Regions from separate parts of the Mus musculus genome. Here all the other regions are linked to region 1. Evidence: chromatin contacts called from public Hi-C, HiChIP or PLAC-seq and promoter capture Hi-C data. All regions are on one chromosome and are shown on one strand. The core of a region is the stretch at or near the end of the contact, and the rest is flanking DNA. Distances in the headings are between cores, read along the strand shown.

Region 1 (4,057 bases), core at 868-3,367:
CCAGAGACGCTGAGCTGGAAAGCCCACCCCCCAGGGGCACTGAGCTGACCACCACTGCACTGAAGCCAACGAGCGGGGAAGCTGCGGGGGGGCGGGGGGAAGAAGGATGCTGATAAAGATGGGAGCGTGGACATAGGAAAAACGCGTGCCTTACCAGCCTGCTCCACTCAGGGAGCCACCCACTCTGCTGCCCTCTGAGTGTGCTGGCTTAATCTTCCTACTAGCCTTCCCGATTTAGGGTGGCAGAGGCCAGCAAGCTAACAATTGAATTCGGGCTCCTCTAATCATACAAAGGAAACCTAGGGCAAGTTCCAAGCCTCCAGAACCTCAATGGCTTTATCAGTACAATGGGATGCTCCACCCTGGAGGAATGCCGAGATGGGGTGAGATGATCCTCCCAGAAGCAGCCTGAGTGAGTCCTATACCTGGGTAATGTTGAATCACTCCCTTGACATAATTGGCCCACTGTGGGATTCCAGGCTCCAAGGACCACTGGGCTGAGGGCAGTGGGAACTGCAGTCTTTGGGGCTCGTCTGCATCTTTGGAAGTGGTGAGAAGAGAAACAAGCCCATCTGTCCGGGGGCTGCCAACCATCACGGTCACGAGCTCCAGTGCCTGGAAGGAGTAGGCATGTGTAGTCTATACCACCTGACAGAAGAAGTCCACCCAGGATCACATCATAGCCACAGAATCTATTTTTGGCTTTTTGTTTTGTTTTGTTTTTAAAGTTTTTGAAAACAGGGTCTCACTGTGCAATCCTGTCTGGAACTTTCTATGTAGATCAGGCTATCCTCTAACTAAGAGGCCCACCTGCCTCTACTTCAGAATGCTGGGATTAATAAAAGTATATGTGGGTGGAATATCCCATTGCAAATAGAAAACTCATGTCACTTGAAGTTCTAGAACAGCCCCAGGGTGACTGAAGCAACCAGGATCCAAACCCCAAGGTTCTGTCGTCTGGGACACACAGGGCCGTGAAGGGAATAGGCTTAGCTTGAAGGAGATGGGAGAAAGCGCTTCAATTAAGCGTTAGCCTTGGGGGCTCAGAGCACAGCCTTGTGGGTCTTCAGGGGCGGGGCCAGTGGTGATAGGAATGTGAACCTGGACTCTGCCCTAGCTAGCGTCCAACTGTGGGCCAAAGGGGACAGATAGTGATCTTATGCAAAAACAGGCCCAGAGGGGCTCCAGACTTCCTCCCACCTGGACCCAGCTCTGCACGCGGTAATCCCTTGTTCAGGAACTACTTATGCGCTGAGAGACCCAGGCTGAGAGTCCAAGAACCGAATGTGTAACTTTGAGGGAGTCATTAGTGCTCTGTGGATCTACTGTTTTCTCTGTAAATTCAAGGGGATGGGCCGGGGGGGGGGGGGGGGGAAGCTACATTTACACAGGTCTACCTTTGCATAGGTCTAGGTCGGTGCTGTGGGCCCAATCAAAGTCAGAGGGCTAAATAACCTCCTTTTTTTTCTTTTTCCTTGTTTTAAGAATCTTACAGCCCAAGCTGTCCTGGAACTCACTTTGTAGTTCAGGCTGATCTTGAACTCGTGGCAATTCTCATGCCTGAGCTTCCCCAGTACTGGACTATTAGGAATGCGCCACCATGCCTAATACTCTCTTATATTGCTTCCTTGGTCCTCACATTTTTAAGAGGTTCATACTTCCAAGTTGTGGGCGATGCCCCCAGAAGGCGGGCTCGAGAAGACAAACCGCACAGCCCCCCTCCCCCCAGCTCTGGCTTCCTGTCTTCGCACGTGGACAACTGCACGTCCCGGGGTCTCTCACGTCTGCTAGACCGCTTCACTCCGCCTTCCACCCGGAGGGTACCCGCCCTCCCGTGCCCCCTATGCCAGCCCTTCCCTACCGCAGGCCGGGCCAGCACACACAAGGAAGGGTCCCCAATGCGGCCCCTCACCATGGGCAGCACCAGGCCCTGGTTGTAGTCCGTGTGCTCCCCGATGAGGTTGACGCGGCCCGGCGCCGACACTGCCAGCTCCGGCTCGGCTCCAAACTCCTCCATGAAGGCCCGGCGGGCCTCGGCCAGCAGCTCCTCGACCCGGGGCGGTCTCCAAGCAGCCATGACGCTCGTCTGCAGCTGGGCGCACCGCCCCGCGGGATGCTGGGGGCGGAGCCACGTGGCGCGGACTTACATTCCTGTCCTTCGCGGGACCCCGCCCCCGCTACGACGGCCCCGCCCATCCCACCTGCAGAGCGGGGTCCAAACTTAGCTCTCCAGCGCAAGCCAACGCGGCAGCTGACAGCTGGAGGAAGAGACTCGGTTGCAACTTGTATCTTCGGTGATGTCCTAGCAGGAGTTTGGGGCTCCCACTTGAGTAGCAGTTAACACAAATGGAGATCTGAACTTCCCATCCATCCCTGAACCTGGAGCCTCTTAATGCGCTCCCATCCCCATCATCATCATCCCTCACACAGCCAGGGCAACACCAACACGAGCTGGCAACAGGAACAGCTGAGTGTCCCAGAGGATCTAGCGAAGTTATGCTAAGTCGTCAGCCCCTGGTCGGTCATGTCTCTAACAGGATGATGTGGTACACAGTCTAGGGATAAACAAGGAGAGCCAAGGTTCGAAGCCTTTTACAGGCTCCTTCTCTGGCTCCTGGCGATGGAGGACTGAAGTTCATCTCATCCAGTGGCCGGCAGGAAGCAAGCTCAGGCACTCCTCGATGACGCAAAGGCTACTGCAAAGATGGCTAATGTTGTTGGCCCCTAGCAGTTGCTTCCTCCACAAGAGCCTTGGTCTCAGAGACATGACCATCTAAAGCCTTCATGCTGGCCCAAATCTTTGCCTGGATTCCTAGCTATTCCTGGTCACCTTGTGTGAAACCTTCTAACAGAAGGACTAAAATGTAAGACAGTAAGAGTGGAGAACGGTAGGGGGTGTAGCTCAGTGGTAGAGAGCACATGCATTCAAAAGAAACACACAAATAAATGTACTATCTTATTCAAAAATTAAATAATTTCCAAGCCAGGCATAGTAGTCCATCTCAGCACATGGGAGACTCAGGCCGGAGGAGCGGCAGTCTGAAACCAGTCTGGGCTAAGATTCTGTCTAGAAAACAAATAAACAGGTTTTGTTAACAAAAGACATGTAAATCAAGAAAGCAGTATGTGGGGCTGGAGAGATGGCTCAGTGGTTAAGAGCACTGACTGCTTTTCCAAAGGTCCTGAGTTCAAATCCCAGCAACCACATGGTGGCTCACAACCATCCGTAATTAGATCTGACTTCCTCTTCTGAAGTGTCTGAAGACAGCTACAGTGTACTTACATATAATAAATAAATCTTTAAAAAAAACAAAACAACAAAAAAAGAAGGTGTGATCTTCTAAAAAAAAAAAAAAAGAAAGAAAATAAGAAAAGAAAGCAGTATGTGAGCCAGGCACGGTGGCACACAGCTTTTTAATCCCAGCACTTGGGAGGAAGAGGCAGGAAGATGTCTGAGTTCAGAGGCCAGCCTGGTCTACAGAGTGAGTTCCAGGACAGCCGAGGGAGAAGAAGAAGAAGAAGGAGAAGAAGAAGGCGGCATTCAAAACAATCAACAAGAAGGAAGAGAGGAAGAAAAAAAGAAAGAAAGAAAGAAAGAAAGAAAGAAAGAAAGAAAGAAAGAAAGAAGCAAGCTCTAATAGCACAGGTCAGTACTCAGGAAGCAGAAGCAGGCAGATGCAGGCAGAAGTAGGGTTGTGGCAAATTCAAGACCAAGGTACCTTACATAGGGCTACACAGTGAGACCCTGTCTCAAGTGGGATAAGGAAGGATGGGGAGGGGGAACGGGACTGGGACAGAGACAGGACTGAAGGGACAGGATGGCTGGAGGACTTTGATAAATCCCCGTATTCCCAGCATCTAAGAGGCAAACACTAAGGAATCCTAGCCAGGTATGGCGGCATATACATTTAATCCCAGAACTCAAGAGTTGGAGACAGGCAGAAGATCTGGAGTTCAAGGTCACCCTCAGCTACATAGTGAATTCCAGGCTAGCTCCTACTAGGTAAGACCCTGGGTCAGGAAAACGGACAATCCAAACAATAACAAATCCTGTTGA
Region 2 (4,057 bases), core at 796-3,295, 480 kb before region 1:
GCTGCCTCTAGTCCTGGGGAATAAAGGAGTGTACTACCACACCCAAATATTTTGACAGAATGCATTGTCTAAATAATAAAAGGGAAAAAACAACAACAAACAAAAACCCCACCAAATACTAATCCACTTTCCCCCCTCATTCAAGTGCAGACATCTCCTTGGGAACTTGTAGTCTTATGGATCTAATGAGGGATTACTGGTTTAGCACAAGAATCATAATATTAAACCTACCTGCAAATGTACATACAATATAATCACATGCATCTTAACAAAAATAGTCATGCAATACTGTGATGGTACATTTTCTACTCCTAATTCGGCTGTGTACATGGATTATTAAGTGGAAGTACACTTATCAATTCCTCACCTGCCGTTCACAATAGGCTTTCATTAGTTTACTAAGTGGTGTATGCCTCTTAATCTTAAACTGCACCACAGAACCATCCTGTCCCGCCACCTTCAAATTAATATGATCGTTGTTCTCAGTCTTGACTCCTTCCTGTTGAAAGAAAAATAAGAGTGTAATTTGGAAACTGTGAAACACAAACACCTTTAAAGAAGCTGCGGGCCCGAACGCTTCAGAATCAACAGGTTTCTCTCAGGCTCTCCAACAGCATACAGCTGTTCCCAGCCCCTGGGCTGAAAGATCAGAAACCCTGCACAAAGTGTTACAAGTCTGGTACAGAAGCACTGATACTAGCAAGGCAACAATACACTTAGAAACTCCTTGCATAATTTGTGATGCATCTGAGGTTAAATTTTCTAAAATGGCATTATTTCCTGTCATCGCCCAAATTTGTCGCTTCCCATAAACACCAGTGTCCTTTCTCTTTTCAAAGCTACAACTACTAGAGTCGGTTTGGGGTGGGAGTGAGAAAACCATACCTTGTATTTCAAATTTTACTGCTACCTTCTTGATAAAAGTTAGCAAACTCTGCTCAATGATATCAAATGAACATATCTTTAAAAAAAAAAAACCGAACACACTCAACTGAGGGATATCCCGAGTCTCCCTTTTTACATCTTCCGATTAACGTTCGACTATATAACTGCTTCATTTTCAGTTCAGAGCTTATTTTCCCCCTCTCCTTTGCTGTCATGGCTGCAATACAGTCTTCGTGCAAGTATTCCCGTACATTGCAACCCCAACAGCAGTTCAGCAAATCAAATGTTTATGTCCAAGGATTCGATTCGTCCATCCTGTGTCCCCCTCCAAATAGAGTCGGGGCCAGAGAGTGCCCTGCCCTGGACTGATGCTGGTCCCCTAGTCCGCAGCCAAGAGTAGCCCGTGCCTCCGAGGGCGCGTTCTCAAGTTGAGCCCGTGTCTCTCTGCTCGCACCTAAGCCTCCAACCACAACAAGCCACATGGTTCCCGCCAGGGTGCGGGTTTCTGGGCGCACGGCGGAGAGCGCAGCCCCTCCCCCGCGGGCCCCTTGGGCCTCGAGCCGGACCGACTCTGGAATCCCCCACTCGGGGTTGCCGGAGCACACACCACCGATCCGGCGCGGCCCCAGCCCCGAGAGGGAAACCCCGGGCCGCACGACTCCCGCCTTCGCCGCCGCCCCAGACCCCGCGCGCCCAACGCTTTCCTTACACGCGCCGGGCGCCGCCGAGGAGCCAGCGCGGGGCCGCCGGGCCCGCGGGCTCCCGCGAAGCGCCGCCTGCCCGCCTCGCGCCGCGCCGCGCGCGCTCCGAGGGCCTGGGGGCGGGGGAGGGCGCCGGGCCTCCTCGGGCGCGGGCGGGAGGAAGAGAGCGAGAGAGGAAAATGGCGCGGAGCGCCGGGCCTGAGCCGCCGCTGGCCCCGTGGGGGGCCCCGGGCAGGCAGGGAAGCCCGCGGCGGGCTTCGGCCGGACCCCGGGCCGCGCCACCCACCGGTCCGCACGGTGAGGCGCAGCCGGCCGCCGCGAGCTCACCTTGGGTTTCTCGTCGGCCATGGCGAGCGCCGGAGTCTCCTCAGCTGCCGCTTCACAAAAGAGGCACCGGGTCCGCACTGAGGGAGCGCACAAGCAGCACCAGGAGCGGCAGGAGGAGGCGGCAGCGGTGGACGAGGCAGAGGGCGCGCGCACGTCGTGCGCTTCCCTCCCCCCGCCCTGCGTGCGCGAGCACGAGCATCCGGGGCTTCTCATTGGCTGCCGCTTCGCGGGAGCGCGCAACGCTTACATAACCACCCCTCCTCCTCCCCCCCACGGCCCGCGCCTCCGCCGCCTGGGCCAGGCGCCCGCCAGGTCGGCGGGAAGAGGCGCGGACACGCGCACCAGTCCCGCCGCGGGGGCGCGCCTGGCTCTGGGCGGGGCTGTATTGTCCTCCTTCTTTGGTGGAGCATAATCAAAATGGCTTCCAGCTGGTCCTCGGCGAGGACAGGAAGGCGCGTGGCCTTAGACGTGGGGTGAGCCTAGGTCGAGAACGGAAGGCCAACTCCACGTAGAAGGGGGCATCTCCATCAAAAAAGCAGCAGCGGGTTGTGAGAAAAACTCCTGTTCAGTAGGACAAATGCAACTCCCCCCTGCACATCAAACTTCCCAGTCCCTTCGTCCTTCCCCATCAACCAGCTTCCCACCCGGGAGCCTCAAATGTCTTCCAACCTGTTGGGAACCCTACTCTTGCTGTGGAAAACTGTTCTTATAGCCACTCAAAGGATTCCTTGCTTGTGGCCTGCCTCCCAACTTCCAGAGAACACAGTCCATCAGGGGAGCCGACCCAACCTGAAGCTCACGGGCCCATCAATCATTTCGTCCCTTAATCCAGTACAAAGTAGGAGTAGGATCCTCGCATTTGAAGAAAATCCTGCCCTCTGCTGTGCATGCCACCCTGTGGCTCTCACTTGGTGTTTTTATTTCCTGTACCCCTGTATTTTCTTCTACTACTGTGTTCCCACAGAGGGGGGAAATACCACGATTACATTACCACCATAGTGCTTCTTCTCGACCAAACAGCTTGAAAAAATGCCCATGCCAGCTGCTCCACCCCCTCAACTCCCACTCACTCCTCAATCCACTGCAATCTGTTGTTGTCCTCTTAGCTCCACTAGAACTCTCCACAAGGTCACCTTTGCTGAAACCAGTAATACGTCCCGTTTCTCACCCCTACTCAACTCCCTTCGACTCTGCACAAAACAGGCTTTTTTTTTCTGTCACCTTAGGCCAGTGGTAGCACACCTTAATCTTTTTTTCTTTATTAAACTTTATTTTAATTGTTTCTTTGAGTTTTAGTACAGACTTTTTCTGGTTTTTGGGTTTTTTTGTTTTTTTGTTTTTTTTTTTTTTTTTTTTGGTTTTTCGAGACAGGGTTTCTCTGTATAGCATTGGCTGTCCTAGAACTCACTCTGTAGACCAGCCTGGCCTCAAATTCAGAAATCCCCCTGCCTCTGCCTCCCAAGTGCTGGGATTAAAGGCATGTGCCACCACTGCAGCTAGTATAGACTTTTAAAAATTACTATATTTCCTCTACAGGGACGTATGAATCCCTTCCAATATCATCTACTTTCTAAACTCTCCTTTTCTAACTTTTTTTTTAATCCTCCTTGCATGTCTGTGGTGGCATAGGTGTTTAATCCCAGCACTAGGGAGGCAGAGGCAGGTGGGTCTCTGTGCTCTAGGCCGGACAGGTCTACAGACTGAGTTCCAGAAAAGCCAGGGCTACACAAAGAAACCCTGTTTTGAGAAACAAAAACAAAAAGATAAAAATTAAAAAGAAGACAGACAGGGCAACACAGAGAAACCCTGTCTCGAAAAACCAAAAATAAATAAATAAATAAATGAATAAATAAATAAAAGAAAAAGAAAAATTCCTTCTTTTGGGCGGGGCCTAGTGACACAAGTCATTTTAATCCCTACACTAGGAAAGCAAGATAAACAGATCTGTGTGTATTTGCGTATTCCAGATAGGCTGACAGCCAAGGCTACACAGTGAGACCCTGTCTTTGTGTGCCCATCTGGAGGTCAGAGGGTAACTTGTAGGCTTTGGTCTTTTCTTCCATTTTGTTGGTTCTAGGGACTAAAGTCAGCTTATCAGACTTTCTAACAAGGAAGCATCTCACCAGCCCCAAAGCTGTGACTTT
Region 3 (4,057 bases), core at 1,136-3,635, 420 kb before region 1:
ACCTGGGTGATGGCTGCAGGTGGCTGGATAGGACTAAATGGGGAAAGTTCTGTCCCAGAGGGTGGCTGCAACTTCACTTTCATTGACTGAAGACAAAAAAGAAGCTCCTTTGAAGAGAATGGTCCGGGTGTCTCAGAGACAGACACCTGCTGGCTACTGAAAGGCAGTCAACACGGTAGGTTCAAGGTAAGGGAAAGGAAGCTACCTTGGGCACTGCAGCCTGCAGCACTATGCTCTTGACTGGCAACGGAGCCGTATTCAGCATGGAAACCACCACCACCAGCACATCAGGCCGTCCTGGCGGACACTCCTTAGCAAAGTGGAAAAGGATGCGGAAGCCATTTTTATCATAGGCTGTCACGGGAAGGGCACTGCCTGTAAGAAGGTGTTACATGAGTGAGTGTGGTAGGGGAGCATGGCAAGGGCCCTGCAGAGCCCGAGTGCTACTAAAGCCAATGGGATGGAGGAGAGCTGGAACAGCTGAGGACGGTTGCCCTGTGGAGTACCGGAGAGGACCAAGGTCACACAGCTGCTGTAAGGAGCTGAGAGGGCTACAGGGATGATGGGACAGTGGTTAGGAACACTTATCATTCTTGCAGAGGATCTAGGTTCCCAGAACCCATGTCGGTCGGCTCACCACTGCCTGTAACTCCAGTTTCAGGAAGCCTGAAACCCTCTGACCTCTGTGGGCACACGTCAAGCACATGCATACACCAAGGCACACAAACAATCATAAATAATAAAAATACAATCTTTAGAAAAGATGTGAGACTGCAGGCAAGCGGACCCTTAACAGTCAGTCAGGGACTTTTGTATGGAAAGAATCCACTGATCACACCCTACCAACACCACAGCTGAGGCTGAGCGCCTGTCCTCAGCACTTACTAGGCTTGATCGATTCCAGGGGCACATGGACACTGGCCAAGGAGAGCTCTGGGCCTTTCTGAGGGCTGCCTTGGGACTGGAAGAGAGGGCTTCCGGGCCCAGTGGAGAAGGGCAGGAGAGGTCTGGCTGGGGCAGAGGCAGGCAGCAGCGGGGAGGCAGTGGGCCCAGGAGAGAAGCAAGAAACAGGTTTCACCAAGCCTGAGGTTCTGGGGCCAAGGAAGGCAAGTCAGAAAGATGGTTAGAATGCTAGGCAACCCCTCAACCAAAGCCAGTGTCTAGCTACCTCAGGCCACTAGCTTCCAGCCTGACTCACAGTACCAAAAAGGATCCACATCCCCCATCCTATGAAGCCTCCCTTTGGTCCTATATATACGACACCCCACGCTCAGCCACCCTCTTCTATCCCTTACACTTTGGCCTCTTCCAGAAGCTGATCAAGGGCATCTAGGCGGTGCGAGGTGCTGGAGCTGGGGTATTCTGGACCTTTGGGCTCAGCCTTTGGAGCCAAGGCTGGGGCAGGTCCAGAAGAGAACATGAAGGAGCCAGTGCTGTGGGTTGGTGCACTGGCTGGGACCACAGGAGCTGGGAAGGCAGCAGGCAGTGGAGCTTGGGACATACTTGAGGTAGAAACTGGGGGAGGGAGCTGGGGTCCATCTGAGGGGCAGGAGGCCGCAGGCACTGGCCTGGGACTGAAGAAGTCCAGATCTGATGGTGGTTCATTCTGTACAACAGAAATATCAAGTGAGCAGAGACCCAGAAGGGACGAGGCCATCACCCACCGGGCCTTCTGAGGTACCCATTGTGACCCACAGAACCCTCTAGAGAATACATAAGCTCTGGTTCTAGCAAAGTGTAGCCAGCCAGAGCCTAAGAAGGAAGGGTGGGTGCCTTGTGGTCCTTGGGCATCACTTGAGTGATGCTGCTGTTATGGTGCCTCTACCTGGAACAGGTGCCACTGACTACTTCCAGGTGACTCTTTGGGAGCAGTGGGGGCGGGGTCAGTAAGGCCTAAGAACACAAAAGAAAAGTCAATGAGCTGAGCTCCTGCGCCCTCCAATCCCCCAATAACGGTCAGGTGACAAGGCAAGAGCCAGTCCTTGTAAGCCAAGAGTTCCCCTGCAGCTAGACTGGAAGAAAATGCATTTGCCCTTCATGCATGACTGAAGGGCCTCCTAGGACGAGAGGAGATGAGCTGTGCCAGAGCCTGCCATGTTTACCTTGCACTCCCTTGGAAAGTGGTCCTGTCGGCCGCCAGAGAGTTATCTAAGCACACCAACCCTTAGGCCTTCCTTCCCCAGTGCCACGCTTGGGCGTACCTAAGCAGAGGAGCTCCTCATCCAGCAAGGAGAGGGCATTGTTCGTGCTGTCAGACCCTGGGGGAGCCTCAGCCTGGCTGGATGAACGGCTTCGTGGAGGCCCGGAGGTTTGGGGGGGTGGAGGGAGGATGGGGATGCCTGAGGTGGGTGGGGCCAATGCCGGAGACGAGTTGCTGGGGGCGTCCAACTCAGCAAGGTCAATGAGGGCGCCTTGGTTACCACAGTGACTGTTTCCTAGATGGGTCGACAGAAGAGGAACAAGAGCATTCAGGGAGAATCTGTGTCCATGCCGCAAGAGGCAGGACCCGGGCATAGCTGTTCTATCTTGTGGCTCAACCTAGTGGCATTTCTCCAGGAACACTGAAAACCAGGCTTGAGAAAGCAAGGAAGGAAGTCTCCATGCACACCTCCTGGCCTCTGGGAATGGCTACTTGAAATGGCTCGGTATCCCCTCAGGAATTCCCTAAGCATTGCCATTTGGGGCTCAGTGGTCAGGGCACATGGCTGCTCTGGAGGGTTGCAGAATAGAAATCAGAATATTTACCTTCAGAGTCAGGCATGGTTGAGGTGGTCACCTCACCATTGACGATCTGCCCTTCAATAATAGTTTTGTAAGAGTTGATGACCCTGGACAGGTTGTCACTGGCCTGCAGGATGTCCCCTACAGTAGAAGAGATCCCTCACTGTGTGGGCTGTGACAACTCTCACACAGCTAAAGTTTTGACTCATCCTTTCACACTCACCCAAACTGTTGTCATTGTCCTCTGTCTCGCTGGCTAGTTTAAACAGCGTCCGCCTCTTATTCTCACAACGATCAAAGAGCTCCTGAGAGACCCAGATATAAAAACCACAACGAAAGAGGTTCTCAGAAGTCATCTGTACTGGTTAGTTTTGTGTCAACTTGACACAGCTGGAGTTACCACAGAGAAAGGAGCTTCAGTTGAGGAAATGCCTCCATGAGATCCAACTGTAAGGCATTTTCTCAATTAGTGATCAAGGGGGAAAGGCCCTTGTGGGTGGGACCATCTCAGGGCTGGTAGTCTTGGTTCTATAAGAAAGCAGGCTGAGCAAGCCAGGTGAAGCAAGCCAGTAAAGAACATCCCTCCATGGCCTCTGCATCAGCTCCTGCTTCCTGACCTGTTTGAGTTCCAGTCCTGACTTCCTTTGGTGATAAACAGCAGCATGGAAGTGTAAGCTGAATAAACCCTTTCCTCCCCAACTTGCATCTTGGTCATGATGTTTGTGCAGGAATAGAAACCCTGACTAAGACATCATCTGATTTAACATTTATGCCCAGAAAACGGTAGGACTCCCCAATAGACCACAGAGAAACTGACAGGGGTGGGAGAGGAGCATGCATCTTTGTGTCTTCAATATCTACCAAAAGACACTGCCCAAGTCATCTGTACCAACTGTTAGGTAAAATGTGCCTCAGATGATTCTGTGGGCCATGTTCTTGTGATGGTGAGCCTATATGTGTCTGAGCACTGCATGTATGTTACGGTTGTATAGCTTGGTGTTCTTGTAGGGTGCTAACAGTGGGAGCACAGGCTGTCCCTGAGTCATCTGGTGCCTTTGGAATGCTTTGCCTCCTGGTCTAGCCTTGATGTGAGAATGTGTGCCTGGTCTTACTATAGCTTGTTATAGCATATTCCATTCATGTGCCCAGGAGGGAGGACTGTTCTTTTCTAAGAGGAGGGCAGGTCTGGAAAAAGGTGGGAGGGAGTAAAGGGGGAGAGACTGGAGGAGGAGAAATTGTAGTAGGTATGTAATGTATGACAGAAAAATAAATAAAAGGGGGAAAAAGATGTGTGTCTCAGAAGCCACAGCCTAAGCTACAATGTCAACACCAGGGG
Region 4 (4,057 bases), core at 653-3,152, 400 kb after region 1:
GCTCTATCTTCTGATCGATAAAAGGCTAAGGCACTTAAGAGGAAAAACCCAACTGCTGCTGTGCTTTTTAGTTTTTTTTTTTAGGCAGGGTTTCTCTGTATAACCGCCCTGGCTAGAACTCGGTTTGTAGATCAGGCTGGCCTTGAACTCACAGAGAGATATATACATACTTGCCTCCCAAGTGCTGGGATTAAGGCGTGCACCACCACACCTGGCTTCATATTTGTGTTTTTAAAAGAACAAAATGCTAGTTGGGTATAGTGGCTCACATTTGTAATCCTATGGCTGGGGAGCGGGGCTAGATCAGCCTCCTTTTTGTTGTTGTATTGGTTTTATTTTGTTTGAGACAGTCTCACTGTGTAGCCCAGGCTGACCCCAAATTTAACAATCCTGCCTCAGCCTTCAGGGCACCAAGATGCAATTTTAATAGATAAAAGTAACCATGCGGTCATTATTAGCAAGAGGTTTATTAAAAACACTAACAATCGCTGCTTAATGTCAGACCTCTCTAAAGTGGTTCTCACTCATTTCTGCTAGGACTCATTCTCTGGCACAAAAGCAGCAAGACAGGGAGCTACTGGCACTCACTCCGCAGGGAGGCAGGTTCATTGTCTGGTCCCAGCTTCCACCTGGCAGAAACTGGATGTACTGCTGAGAAATCAGCTCGACTCATTAGCATGTCTTTATTCTACCAAGAGAGAATGGGACCCTGTCCAATTCTGACACCTCACTCACTACTCCCGCATCAAAATCCACACCAGGTCCTCAAGCCAGAGGGAAGGTGGTAGACACGAGTCCCGGGGGTCTTGAGATCAGCAAGCAAAAAAAAATTTTTTTTAGATAAAGGTGATGATAAAGGACATGTAGCTGGGTCACTCGCCAGCAGCTTGAACAGCAGTCCTCACTCAAGTGGACTACTTTCTCATCTGCTGTCAAAACTCTCCTGCAATGCTGATGCTGATGGAGGCATTGACTGTTTCAAGTGACAGTGTACGACAGAAAACACTTTTGCTCTGTCTCCAGCCATCTCCTTGACAGAAACTAGGAAAGGGGCAATCCAAGTGACTCTTGTCAGATTCCTACACATCTCTGTTAACTTAGTTTCTCCCCCAATCCCCGCCCTGATAGTCTCCAGAAAAGCGAAGAACTGCTTAAGCAAGTTCGTCCTCCCGCACTACTCCTCACGCTCGCAGAAACGCACTTCTAGCTGTCCCAAGGGACATGGATGCGACAGCCCGGGGACAACACCTGGCACAGGTGCCTGTCAGGGATGCCTCTCCAACCCGCAGCCGCTGCAACGCCGCATCCCCGGCGGCGCGCGTCCCTGTCGCAGAGCAGATTACCACGGAGGACGCGAGCGGTGACCTCGGTGACCCTGCAGGCACCTGCAGTCCTCCGCGTGGCGTCGCCGAGGCCCGGGATGGGGAGCGCCCCCCGCCCTGCATCCCGAAGACCTCCCCCGCTCCGCGGCCGACTCGGGGCCGCCCGGGCCACCGCGTTGCCCGCCCGCAGCATCCGACGCGCGGCCTCCCCTCCGCCCGGCCCGTGGCGCGCGCCCGGCCCTCACCGGACTTGGGCGGGTAGCGGTACACGGAATTGGACGGGATGTCCACCTCCTCCACGCCCGCGTGCTGCCGGCTCGTCAGGGCCCCCATGGCCGCTGCGATCGCGGCGTCGCCCGGGCTCCGGCGTCCGAGCCTCAGCGCGCCGGCCGGCCGCACGCCCGGTGCGGGGGTCGGCTGCCCGCCGCGGCCCGCTCGGCTGAGGCGCTGCTGCGGCTGAGGCTGCGGGGAGCGGCCCGCACGGCGCGCACCATCCTCCGCCGGGCACCGCGGCGGCGCCTCTGCCTGAGGGGGCTGCGGGGCTGAGCCCGGGGGCGCCGCCGCCGCCTCAGACCGCGTGATGTCAGCGGCGGCTAGCGCGCGGGGGGACCGCGGCGGCCTCAGCCAATGGGACGGCGGGGCGGGAGCGCCCGCGGGCCGGCCAGCCAATAGGAAACGAGCTGCGGTGGGCGCCCGCGGCGCGTGCTTCGCGCGGAGGTTGCGGCGCGGATGCGGCCTGGGGCTCGGCGGCAGCGACGGGCAAGGGTCTGAGTCTCCCGGAGCTGCTCGGCCACGGCGGGTGGAAGAAGCATGGTCCCCGCCGCACCCGAGCGGTGTCCCGGTGGGATTATTGCTCCGGGTGCGCCTCCCCCGTGGCACCGGGGAGGCCTGCCTCGAGCTCGCGCGTCTTTGTCCCTGAATCCCACAGCGAGCCGCCCCGCCCTGGCAGCCAGAGCCCCGCCTCCTCCGCGTCTGTCGAGGTCATAGCCCAGGGGCGAGCATCCACATCCCTCATGCCCCTACCGCCTGAACCCCAAGTGCTCTGCCAACCTCACATCCCAAATGTCACCAAGACTGCATAGGGGATGTTGGGATGGTCAGCTAAGATGTGGCCATCCCTCCGTAAATGCTGTTTGTAACCTCCTTCCTGGGACAGCTCGGGTAGCCTTTAGGGTTTGGATTGGTAGGCATTAACTCAAGATAGTCACTCTGAGCCTGTCCCTTGTGAACTGTTCTCTGGAGACACTGGAAAGAGCCTTGTGTGGCCTATCAGTGAACAGTCCTCGAATCAAAAAGGGAATTTGATAGGGCAGATCTAGGACTTCCCTACACACACACACACACACACACACACACACACACACACACACAGTGGGCAGGCAGAAGACGTCATTGCTCAGTTAATTACAGACATTTATGTATTTGTGGGTATGATGAGGTTTTGGGGATTTTTTTGTTTTGTTTTTGTTTCTCTGGGGGGAGACTGATCAAGGTTCCGAACTGTTTCAGCATGACGTCAACTTTCAACAACATACACAGTAGTTTGGGGTGACTGATTCCCTTCTTTAGGTTTGTAAAACTGTTTTGTAGATCTGTCTGTCTCCTGATCTCTTCTCTTCTCTTCTCTTCTCTTCTCTTCTCTTCTCTTCTCTTCTCTCACCCCCCCGCCCCCCCCCGTGTGTGTGTGTGTGTGTGTGTGTGTGTGTGTGTGTGTGGTTTGCAGGGGTTGGTGTGGTTTAAGTTTTGTTGTTGATGTTAACATTTTATTTGTGTGTTGGCAGGGGGGGGTTCCTCTCCTGTATCGCCAGGTGATTTTAGAGGTCAAAGGACAACTTGCAGAAGTGTTTTCTCTTCAACTGTGTGGATTCTAGGGATATATCTCAGTTCCTCGGCTCCCCCTCCACCTTGAGACCAGATCTCATGTAGCTCTCGTTGACCCAGAACTTCTTGTAACCAATGTGGCCTTGAATTTCTGAGTCTCCTGCCTCTGCCTCCCAAGAGTATTTTGCATTTTCATTCACCTGAATTTAACTGACTCTGTGTTAAAGTTACTTATGAAAAATTGCCTTGGTTTTCCCCCAAGGTCCCCTGGAAGCCAGGCACCCACTCCTATCATGCACATCGGGTGATAATGAGGGAGGCCAAGTCCCTGCTCCAGACACCCTCATCCAGGTCACAGGGCTCACCTGAATTTGGAGCTCTCCCTGCAGCCCCCCAGCCCTAACCATTAGGCTTCCAGAGGTATCTTAGGGGAGAGCTGTAGCCTCCCTCTATTTTCCTTTCTCTACACACAGATCCTTCCTCACAGGTGCCAGGTGACTGCGTGTGGCTCCAGCCTTTGGGAAGTGGAGAAAGCTGGATCAAGAACTCCAGACTGCATAATGAGCTAGCTCAGGCCACATGAAACCTTGGAGCGTATAAAACAGCAAAAACCACAGACTTGCAGACAAAAGTGACACAACCATTTCTATTTTTGAGATAGGGGGTCTCACTGTGCTGCCCACCTCAGTACTGTTGATTACAGGATCCTCTGTCTGGGGCTGTGGACAGAAGGGCCAGCAGTTAAGGCTCTTCCTGTTCTTACAAAGGACCTAAGTTTGAGTCCCAGCACCCACATGGTATCTCAGAACCATCTGTAACTCTGGTTCCAGGGAATGTCATACCCTCTGTTGACTCTGGGGACCTGACACTGCACATTGTGCACAGACATACATTCAAGGGTAACAACGTACAGC
Region 5 (4,057 bases), core at 664-3,163, 290 kb after region 1:
AGGAGACATTAGTTATGTGAGCAGAGCTCTGCATGGAACTCACCCCTCTCGGATGATCTTCTCCGTGTCGCTGGCTACGTGGTAGTAGCTGATAACGTGGTCCAGGCAGGATAACGTCTTCTCCACGTTCTCCTGCAGCCTCTGTAGGTTCTCTGTCTGCTTGTGCACAGGGATGATAGAGTTCTCCAGCTTCATGAGTCGGCTCTCAAAGGACGACAGGATGGACACCTGTGGGGGGGAACTCCTCTGGCTCATGGCTCCCAGGGCTGTCCTGGAAATACTCACAGACATTTCTTGTCTTTTCTTGGTTTTCTAGACGATACACTGCTACCCATAGGAAGGAACATAGTCGACTTGTTTGCTACAACTGCACTCCTAGTCTGGTACACGGCTCACCATAAACTGGTTGAAAGTTCATCTGACGGCAAGAGGAACATTAAGCGAATTCTTCCTTCAAGGAGCTGGAGAGATGACTCTGCTCTTGCAGAGGACTGGTACTGAGTTCTCAGCACGCACATCTGCCAGCTTACAACTGACTGCCTGTAACTCCAATTCCACAGGATATGACAGCCTCTTCTGACCTCTGCAGGCACTGCTCATTTGTGGGACACATACACACATGCAAACACTCATGCACATAAAATAAATTTGCTTATTTGCAAAAAGAGATAATCAGGCTGGAGAGCCAGCTCAGCAGTTAAGAACACTGGCTGCTCTTCGGAAGTCCTGAGTTCAATTCCCAGCACCACATAGCGGCTCAACCACAACCATCTATAATGAGATCTAGTGCCCTCTTCTGGCATATGGCCATACATACAACCAGAACACTATACATAATAAATTTTTTTTTTCAATCACCTCAGGATAGATTCCTTTCTACCCTTGAAAGTCAAATCTCAATTTCTGTTCTCTCTGAAGTTTTCCTAGACTGAACAGAAAGTAGCTTCCTCCAAAATAGTTGCAAATATATTACTGTTACCTCAAACAAACAGCCAACCTCTTTCCCTAAGGGCAAATCTCATTCAACAAGTATTTTATTACTGTGTAAATACAAATGCAAGCACTTTTAAAGCATCTTACTGTATACCAGACACTGGGAAGCATGCATAGACTTCCTCCACGGACACACTGGGAGGCTGACATTGTCTGCTTTACCAGGTAAATTAACCATAACTCAAGGCCTACCACCAGGAACCACATAGTAAGCTGTAGGACATTGGGTAGATCTAAGACGCATTAACTCTCTGAGATGGTTTTGCTTCCAAAGCCCCTGTGACTTCGCTGCCTCGCCTCGCTTGAATTTGACAATGACACGGGGCCAGTACCAGGCCATGTACAGGATATCACGAAATGTTTGCAGAAGGACAGACAGTAACAGGTATAGGGCAGCGGTTTCCTCGGTGATGGGGTGGAAACTGGGGTGCAGAGATACCCATCGCTGCAAGATATGCCCACTGTTTACTACCCACGCTGGAGTCCCTGGACAGGCGCAGGACACGTCCATCACACGCCCCTCCTCTGGGGCTCAGGAGCCTGGCGGCAGCCTCCCAGCTGAAAGGCTACTCACCATGTTCCTAGTGAGCTGGTCGCTCTTCTCCAGGCTGTCTCGGATAAACGACAGCGTCTCCTCCTCCTGCGAGGGGCAGAGAGGAGGACATCACCACAAGCCGATGGTGAAAGGCGACCACCAGCACCCAGCACCCAGCACCACGGCCTACGCCTAACCCTATCTCCCCTTCCACCCCGGTTCGATGCCCCTGAGCGCCTTTCCTTCACTTTCTCCCCAGCGTCACCTGCTTCAGTTTGTCCTCGATCTCCCGCCGCCGGGCGGAAGCCTCCTGCGGGGGAATCATAGCAGCGGACAGCGCTGTCCCCACTCCCCGCTGTTTTAGCTCCAAACCCTGCTCGGCTTCCGTCCCTGTCACGCCCACTTCCTCCCTCGGCCCCGCCCCCGGACGCTTTCGGGGGCGCCATGTTGGGAGTGGCAGGCGGAAGTGTGTTCCTGCCGGAGCTCGCGAGCGGGCTGCGGGTCGACGCCATCTTGAATGTGGCTGGAAGAGCCGCTCACCTGAGGCATACGTGGGTCTTTCCTCGTAGCCAGAGGCTGGTTTGCTCGCTCCTTTGAAAGACAGCCCCTTGCTGGGAGACTGAAGCAGGAGGCCATTCACGAGTTCGAAGCCAGTTTGGATCACATAGTAAATTCCAGGCTAGCCTAGGCTACAGAGTCAGACTTGGTCTCCAAACCAAAAATCAAGCAAACCAACATTATACCTGAATTTTTTTTAGATCGTTTTGGCTGCTCTGGAATAGGTTATGTAGACCAGGCTGACTTCTGCCTACCGTGGGCTGGATTAAAGAAAGGTGTGCTCTGCCAAACCCAGCTCACCCAAGAAAAAGCAGGGCGGTGGCGGAAGGCAGGAGGTGGAGGCTGGCACGGAGTGGTATATAGGGTTTACAGTTCTCTCCCTCCCATGTGTAGGACCCAGAGGGATTGAATTCGGGTGCCAGGTTTTGTGGCAAATGCCTTAACCTGCTGAGCTATTTCACCAGCTCATGATTTATTTGTGGATTTTAACATGGTGTATAGATAGATGTTTCGCCCATGGGTATGTATGTCTGTGCCGTCACTTGCATGCCAGGTGCCCTGGAAGACCAGAAGGTTATCTGATCCCTCTGGAGCTGACATTACAGTAGTGAGCTGTCTGTCATGTGGGTTCTGGGAACCCTAACCCTAACTCAGGCTTCCTGGAAGAGTAAGAAAGAGCTCTTAACTGCTGAGCCATCTTTCCAGTTAGCTAAACCCTAATTTAGGATAAAAGCGCTGACTGAGGAGACAAATTTGTTTTTGCAGATCATATCTTAACGGTTCAAGTCTGGAGACTGGATTCCACACAGAGTGGCTTACAATGGATACTTCAGAACTTGTGGGATCCCACGTGGGTTTAATAACAGAGACACAGAGACATCTGTATAGTATAAGGCTGTTTGCCTGTTTGCTGGGGCAGTCCCTCAGCTAACCCTCCAGACTCAACGCGACTTCCCTGCTACGAGTCCCTGGCGTTCTCTCTGCTCAACCTCCCTGTCCTGCTCAGTTCTGCTTCTGTCTCTCTCTCCTCCTGCCCCGACTCCAACAGTCAACTCTAGTCCTCAAAGGCCACACGCCTTACTCATCCAATCTGAGCCAATCAGCAACGGACAACGCCTAGTCTGAGCCAATCAGCAGCAGGACAACACCTAGTCTGAGCCAATCAGCAGCAGGACAACGCCCGGTCCATATTTCTGTGTTGTCTTTTGGCTTTGGCAGCTTTTGACCTTCACCAGGCAGCTTTCTTTTTAACAGGCTAATCTCAGAGAAACACCTTTGTGGCAGGCAAGGAAGGACAAACACTTACATATAGAAAGCAGGTAATATCGGGCTTGGGAGCTGGCTCAGTGGTTAAGAGCACCAACTGCTCGTCTGAAGATCCTGAGTTCAAATCCCAGGAACTACATGGTGGCTCACAACCATCCCTAACAAGATCTGACTCCCTCTTCTGGTGACAGTTACAGTGTACTCACATATAATAAATAAATCAATCTTTAAAAAAAAGGCAGGTAATAGGCCATAGAAATGACAGTAATTAAATATCCTGCCAGCATAGCAATTAACAACTGAAAATGCAGGGCACAATTACATAGGCATTTGATGCAATATGTGTGGGTTTAATCATCCCAACTTCTTCCCCTTTTAGCCCAAGAATGGCTCTATCTCTAACATCAGTAAACTATATACTAATTGTGAGAACTGTCGGGGTAAGAGTTATATTCACAATGTCTAGTCCATTTGTCCTGTCTCAGTGAGTTCAAAGTTCTGTAGAGGGTTTGTGTCAAGTGGATAAGGGAAAGAAATCTGAAGCACATATACCTTAAATCGTTTTCTTTTTTTAAAAAGTTTTATCTATTATGTATACAATGTTCTGCCCGGCCAGAAGAGAGCACCAGACCTCATTATAAATGGTTATGAGCAACCATGTGGTTGCTGGGAATTGAACTCAGGACCTCTGGAAGATCGGCTAGT
Region 6 (4,057 bases), core at 1,136-3,635, 260 kb after region 1:
ATAGCAGAGTGAGCAGGAGTTTAACAAAGGCAGCTACGTTAGAAAATGCCACAATTACTGCACGGTGTGCAGGACACTAACCTGTACCGCTGGAAGTCTCCGTGCCGTAAGCCATGCTGCTGCTGCGACTCCTTAATGATCTGCAGAACTAGAGCCTAGGTCAAGGAAAAGCTTCCGGGGTGAGAAGACAGCAGGTCAGGCGCTGCCCCAACGGCACACTGAACTGTGGGAGCCCAGGGATGGTAGCCTCCGATCCTTTTGTAACTTTCCAATAGTCACTTTATCAAAGGACAAGGCTAAGTTTATACTTTTATGAACTGTCCCAACTGTTACTATTTTCAGACAGAACTAGAGGGCAGTACTGGTAGGGAGTCTCAAACCCAGCAGATTGTTCTAAATGCTGCCTCAGAGGTACCCACCTGGATCTCACATGCAAGGAGACTCCAGTTATAAATGTCAGGTTCTAACTACACAGCTATATGCCGCAGCCAGTGCTTGCCAAATTTACATCTTGTAACGCTCAAAATCTATGATCAGCACAGTGTCAACCAAGATACGCCAATTTCCATTAAAAAAAAAAATCCAAGTTTTTCTTTTTCCTGGGCATTCTAACATGTAGTAAGAACAATAATACCAGAGCAAAAAGCAAAGTACGAATCCACGAGAATTTACATACACACACACACACACACACACACAAAGTGCATGTTTTATTTCAGAAATTCCTCTAAACCACCTCCATTTGGTATGCATCTCAAAAAGCCACAAGGGACTCCAACAATAGTATATGCCTATTATCTCAGCATCAGAGGGGACGGCGGGCGATGAGAAGCAGCTCAGGGCCAAATTGGGCTACACAGCCAAACTCTGTCTCAGAAACCAACAAACCAGCTGGAGAGGGCTCAGTGGTTAACAGCACTTCCTGCTCTTCTGGAGGAATCCAGGTCGGCTCCCAGCACCCACGTGGAGGAACTAAACATCTGTAAGTCTAATTCCTGGAGATCCATATGTTCTTCAGGCCTTTGTGGGCACCAGGCACACATGTGATACACAAACATGCAGGCAAACACACACATAAAATAAGATAAAGCAACATTTAAAAGTATTTAAAATAACACGTTAAAAAAAAAAAGCCACATGCTATTAGAACCACACAAATGATATATAAGCTAATACAAACCAGAAAATGTTTCCTGAGGGTTGGGAAGACTGCTCAGCTGGTAAAGGACTTGCTGTTAGCAAGCATGAGGTCATGTTGGGATCTCCCCAGAACCCACGTAAAAAGGCCATACTGTTGTTTGCACACGTAATCCCACAGCTGGGATGGCAAGAGACAGAAAGATCCCTGGAGCCCACTGGCCATACAGTCTATTCCAAGTAGTGAGCTGCACTTTTGGAGGGAGACCCAGTCTCAAAGGTAGAGAATTAGGAAGACGTTGACCTGTGACCTGCAGACACAGCACCAGCGCTTACACCTACACCCATACCCATGCGGACTTGGACACTCAAAAAAAAAAAAAAAAAAGTAACTCCTACAGTTCTTCGAGAAGAGTCCAACAAGATAAAATGCCTTACAGACCTACTTTTGAAAAAACAAAAAACTATACACATGATATTAACAAACTAAAGTAACTACTATTCAAAACAGGTAAGCAGCAGCTTTCCTGGAGAGCACTCTCCCTCCATTTTCAAAGCATCTCGCTGTTTTATGACCCAGGGTTCGACAGCTGTCCGACAACAGCTCCACGCTGAAATGTCAAGGCTGCAGTTTCCCCTCCACAGTCCGGTGGCTCAAGGTACCGACCAGGAGCTCTGTGGGGTGGGCAGGGTGTCAACCCCGGCTCAGCCCTCCAACTGGACATCTGAGGGGCACAGAGGGAACCCTGCCTACCATCTCTATACCCCTTGCAAAAACAAGCTCCGGAAAGCCAGGACGAGAGGCAAACCATGCACACGGGAATGCCGAAAGTGAAGGGCAGGAGGCAGCGGCGCACCTCGGCTCCGCAGCCCGGTGCTGGCCCCCGCCGCCTCGCCCGCCCCCAGCCCTCCGAGCGACACGTAGTCATTGCGAGTTAGGCCACCGCTCGAGGATACTCTCCAAACTCAGGCTGTCCCCGAACTCTTTGTTTGCCTTCGATCCGGCTGAAGGGCGTTCGTTTTCTTTATTCTCGTCTCCTCCGGCACTGCGTCCGCCACCGCTCCCTCCGCCGCCGCCGCCGCTGCCGCTTCCACCACCACCACTACCACCACCCGGGATCTGCTTCTCAGCAGCCATCTTGCCCCTGAGCCGCAAAGCACGATGGAACGGAGCAGGCGAGACGACCAGCGGCGAGAGAGAGCGGCACTTTCCAGGCTGGGCCGATGGTACACTGACGGACTCCGCCGCAGACCGCGGATGTCTTGGGCCTCTGTGGTGTGTTGGTGTGCGCCTGCGCCTCCTGGGTTGAATTCGTGGCTGTTGCTGGGTCTCCGCATTTCTAAGGATTAGCCTCGCTTCAAATCTACCAAGGATAGGAGGACCCGAGAAAGATGCCCACCTCATGCATCCTTGCACCCAGAGAATGGTAGTGTACGCCTTTAATCCCAATACCGAGGAGGCTGAGGCTGGAGGATTGCCTCGAGTTGAGGTCAGTCTGGGTTGCACAGTTAGACCTTATTTAAAACACACACACACACAGACACACACACACACACACACACGAAGAGGCCTCGGTCAGAAGGCAGTGTCCCCAATAGGAGCTTGAGACCCGTGGCCTCCTCTAGATCATGTGACCATCCAAGTATGACTTTTATTAATCTTTGCGGGCGAGTACACCAGGAGTCTCAGTCTTGTGCCAATCACGGCAGGTGAAAAGAAGCTGGCCGCGTAACTCAGTCTACCCTTTTGTGTTACTAAAGGAGGTTGCAAAAAAATGTATGACTCCAACCCTTCCCCCCATCGGAGTTCAGAGATCAGCTAGTGTGGAGTACTAGTTCTCCAGCAAAAATATCAAGGAAGACTGGGCCTGGGCAGATGGCTCAGTGGTTAAGAACACTGGTTGCTCTATCAAGATGATCTGGGTTTAATTTTTAGCACGAGAATGGTGGCTCAAAACCATCTAGAATTCCAGTCCCAGGGATCCAACCCTCTTCTGGCTTCGTAGTCTACAAAACACATGTACACAGACATACGTGTAGACAGAATGTTCATATACATAAAACAAAATAAAAATAAAGGTTAAGGCTTTTGAAAACAAAAAATTAGACAAACTGCTTTCAGAAGGTGGGAGGCAAAAACTAACCTCAAAAAGTGGTCCTCCGAATTACACTCACATACTGAGCTGTGAAGCATGGGCCTGCACACACACACACCTAAACAATAAGCCATGGAGATGGCCCAGCAGGAAAAAGAACTTGCTATATAAACTTTTTAAAAAAGATTTTTATTTATTTATTATTATATCTAAGTACACTGTAGCTGTCTTCACACACAGATCTCATAACAAATGGTTGTGAGCTACCCTGTGGTTGCTGGGACTTGAACTCAGGACCTTTGGAAGAGCAGTCAGTGCTCTTAACCACTGAGCCATCTCTCCAGCCCCCACCTCTTTTTTTTTCAAAGATTATACTAAAGGTGGTTTATTGGGAAGCTGCTCTCTGACTGAGTTCACAGACCCCAAGAACTGAGGCCAAGTCAGTTGCCATGAGGAAAGGGGGAGGGGAGAGGAACGGAGGCCTGCAATCCCAGGGTGCAGCTAAAAATACAAATAAATGGTGTCTTAGAGTTTCTGCTGATGTGATAAAACATGGTGGTTTGAATAGGTCTGGCCTCCATAGACTCATGTGTTTGAATGTTTGGCCCATGAGGAGAGGCACTATTAGGTGTGGGCTTTAAGGTCTCTTTGCTCAATCACACCCAGTGTGGAATTAGAGCCTCCTCCTAGCTGCCTGTGGAAGACAGTCCCCTTGTCCCTTCTTGGCTTCTCCAGCCCCATGTCAGACTGTGTGCTGCCATGCTTCCCACCATGATGATAATGGACTAAACCTCTGAACCTGTAAGCTATTCCTCACTAAATGT

What was found. Promoter capture Hi-C pulls out the DNA fragments that hold promoters and counts their contacts. A called contact is a pair of places that touch in the nucleus more often than the background predicts. HiChIP or PLAC-seq counts read pairs in DNA pulled down with a chosen protein or histone mark. Capture Hi-C pulls out chosen DNA fragments and counts their contacts.
Region 2: a FOXA1 HiChIP or PLAC-seq map of pancreatic cancer cells shows a contact between it and region 1. The contact joins the promoter of Sumo2 here to the promoter of Galk1 in region 1. A contact is called at or near these places in 2 of 39 promoter capture datasets (cranial neural crest and hippocampal neurons) and 1 of 115 datasets of contacts at active chromatin or transcription factors (pancreatic cancer cells).
Region 3: a promoter capture Hi-C map of embryonic stem cells shows a contact between it and region 1, with 2.9 times the contacts expected there. The contact joins the enhancer-like site here to the promoter of Galk1 in region 1. A contact is called at or near these places in 2 of 39 promoter capture datasets (embryonic stem cells and hippocampal neurons), 1 of 115 datasets of contacts at active chromatin or transcription factors (the 230-238 cell line) and 3 of 9 other capture datasets (embryonic stem cells, liver and pancreatic islet).
Region 4: a contact with region 1 is called in a promoter capture Hi-C map of adipose tissue. The contact joins the promoter of Rnf157 here to the promoter of Galk1 in region 1. A contact is called at or near these places in 1 of 39 promoter capture datasets (cranial neural crest), 1 of 15 datasets of contacts at CTCF or cohesin (the NIH/3T3 cell line) and 1 of 9 other capture datasets (adipose tissue).
Region 5: a contact with region 1 is called in a Hi-C map of granulocyte-monocyte progenitors, with 4 times the contacts expected there. The contact joins the promoter of Exoc7 here to the promoter of Galk1 in region 1. A contact is called at or near these places in 2 of 39 promoter capture datasets (embryonic stem cells and liver), 2 of 484 Hi-C or Micro-C datasets (the HL-1 cell line and granulocyte-monocyte progenitors), 1 of 115 datasets of contacts at active chromatin or transcription factors (pancreatic cancer cells) and 3 of 9 other capture datasets (adipose tissue, embryonic stem cells and liver).
Region 6: a contact with region 1 is called in a promoter capture Hi-C map of liver. The contact joins the promoter of Srp68 here to the promoter of Galk1 in region 1. A contact is called at or near these places in 14 of 39 promoter capture datasets (the 3T3-L1 cell line, 3T3-L1-derived adipocytes, the HPC-7 cell line and 8 more), 3 of 484 Hi-C or Micro-C datasets (B cells and cortical neurons), 4 of 115 datasets of contacts at active chromatin or transcription factors (the SCID.adh cell line, embryonic stem cells, forebrain and 1 more) and 3 of 9 other capture datasets (adipose tissue, embryonic stem cells and pancreatic islet).

Annotation. Positions count from the first base shown.
Region 1 is chr11:116,010,602-116,014,658 of GRCm38.p6, forward strand. It overlaps Galk1 (galactokinase 1), which reads right to left and starts at 2,118. Exons shown (of 8, transcript NM_016905.2): 1 at 1,913-2,118; 2 at 426-615; 3 at 1-81. The coding sequence starts at 2,077.
Region 2 is chr11:115,534,185-115,538,241 of GRCm38.p6, forward strand. Sumo2 (small ubiquitin-like modifier 2) reads right to left here and starts at 2,046. Exons shown (of 4, transcript NM_133354.2): 1 at 1,914-2,046; 2 at 368-499. The coding sequence starts at 1,934.
Region 3 is chr11:115,586,111-115,590,167 of GRCm38.p6, forward strand. Gga3 (golgi associated, gamma adaptin ear containing, ARF binding protein 3) reads right to left here. Exons shown (of 17, transcript NM_173048.3): 9 at 2,945-3,026; 10 at 2,746-2,862; 11 at 2,202-2,435; 12 at 1,826-1,893; 13 at 1,296-1,606; 14 at 886-1,091; 15 at 206-375; 16 at 1-86. Among named protein-coding and RNA genes, the nearest start is that of Gga3, 16 kb to the right of the region's middle. Within about 2 kb of position 2,386, at least 5 of the 459 cell types and tissues checked have an H3K27ac peak or open chromatin away from gene starts, as enhancers often do. A contact at or near this core is called in embryonic stem cells, where this site is marked.
Region 4 is chr11:116,411,130-116,415,186 of GRCm38.p6, forward strand. Rnf157 (ring finger protein 157) reads right to left here and starts at 1,903. Exons shown (of 19, transcript NM_027258.1): 1 at 1,568-1,903. The coding sequence starts at 1,655.
Region 5 is chr11:116,304,821-116,308,877 of GRCm38.p6, forward strand. It overlaps Exoc7 (exocyst complex component 7), which reads right to left and starts at 1,914. Exons shown (of 20, transcript NM_016857.4): 1 at 1,794-1,914; 2 at 1,568-1,633; 3 at 44-228. The coding sequence starts at 1,853. Gm26730 (a long non-coding RNA gene) reads left to right here and starts at 2,044. Exons shown (of 3, transcript XR_389166.1): 1 at 2,044-2,361; 2 at 2,852-3,405.
Region 6 is chr11:116,271,832-116,275,888 of GRCm38.p6, forward strand. Srp68 (signal recognition particle 68) reads right to left here and starts at 2,386. Exons shown (of 16, transcript NM_146032.3): 1 at 2,095-2,386; 2 at 82-148. The coding sequence starts at 2,275.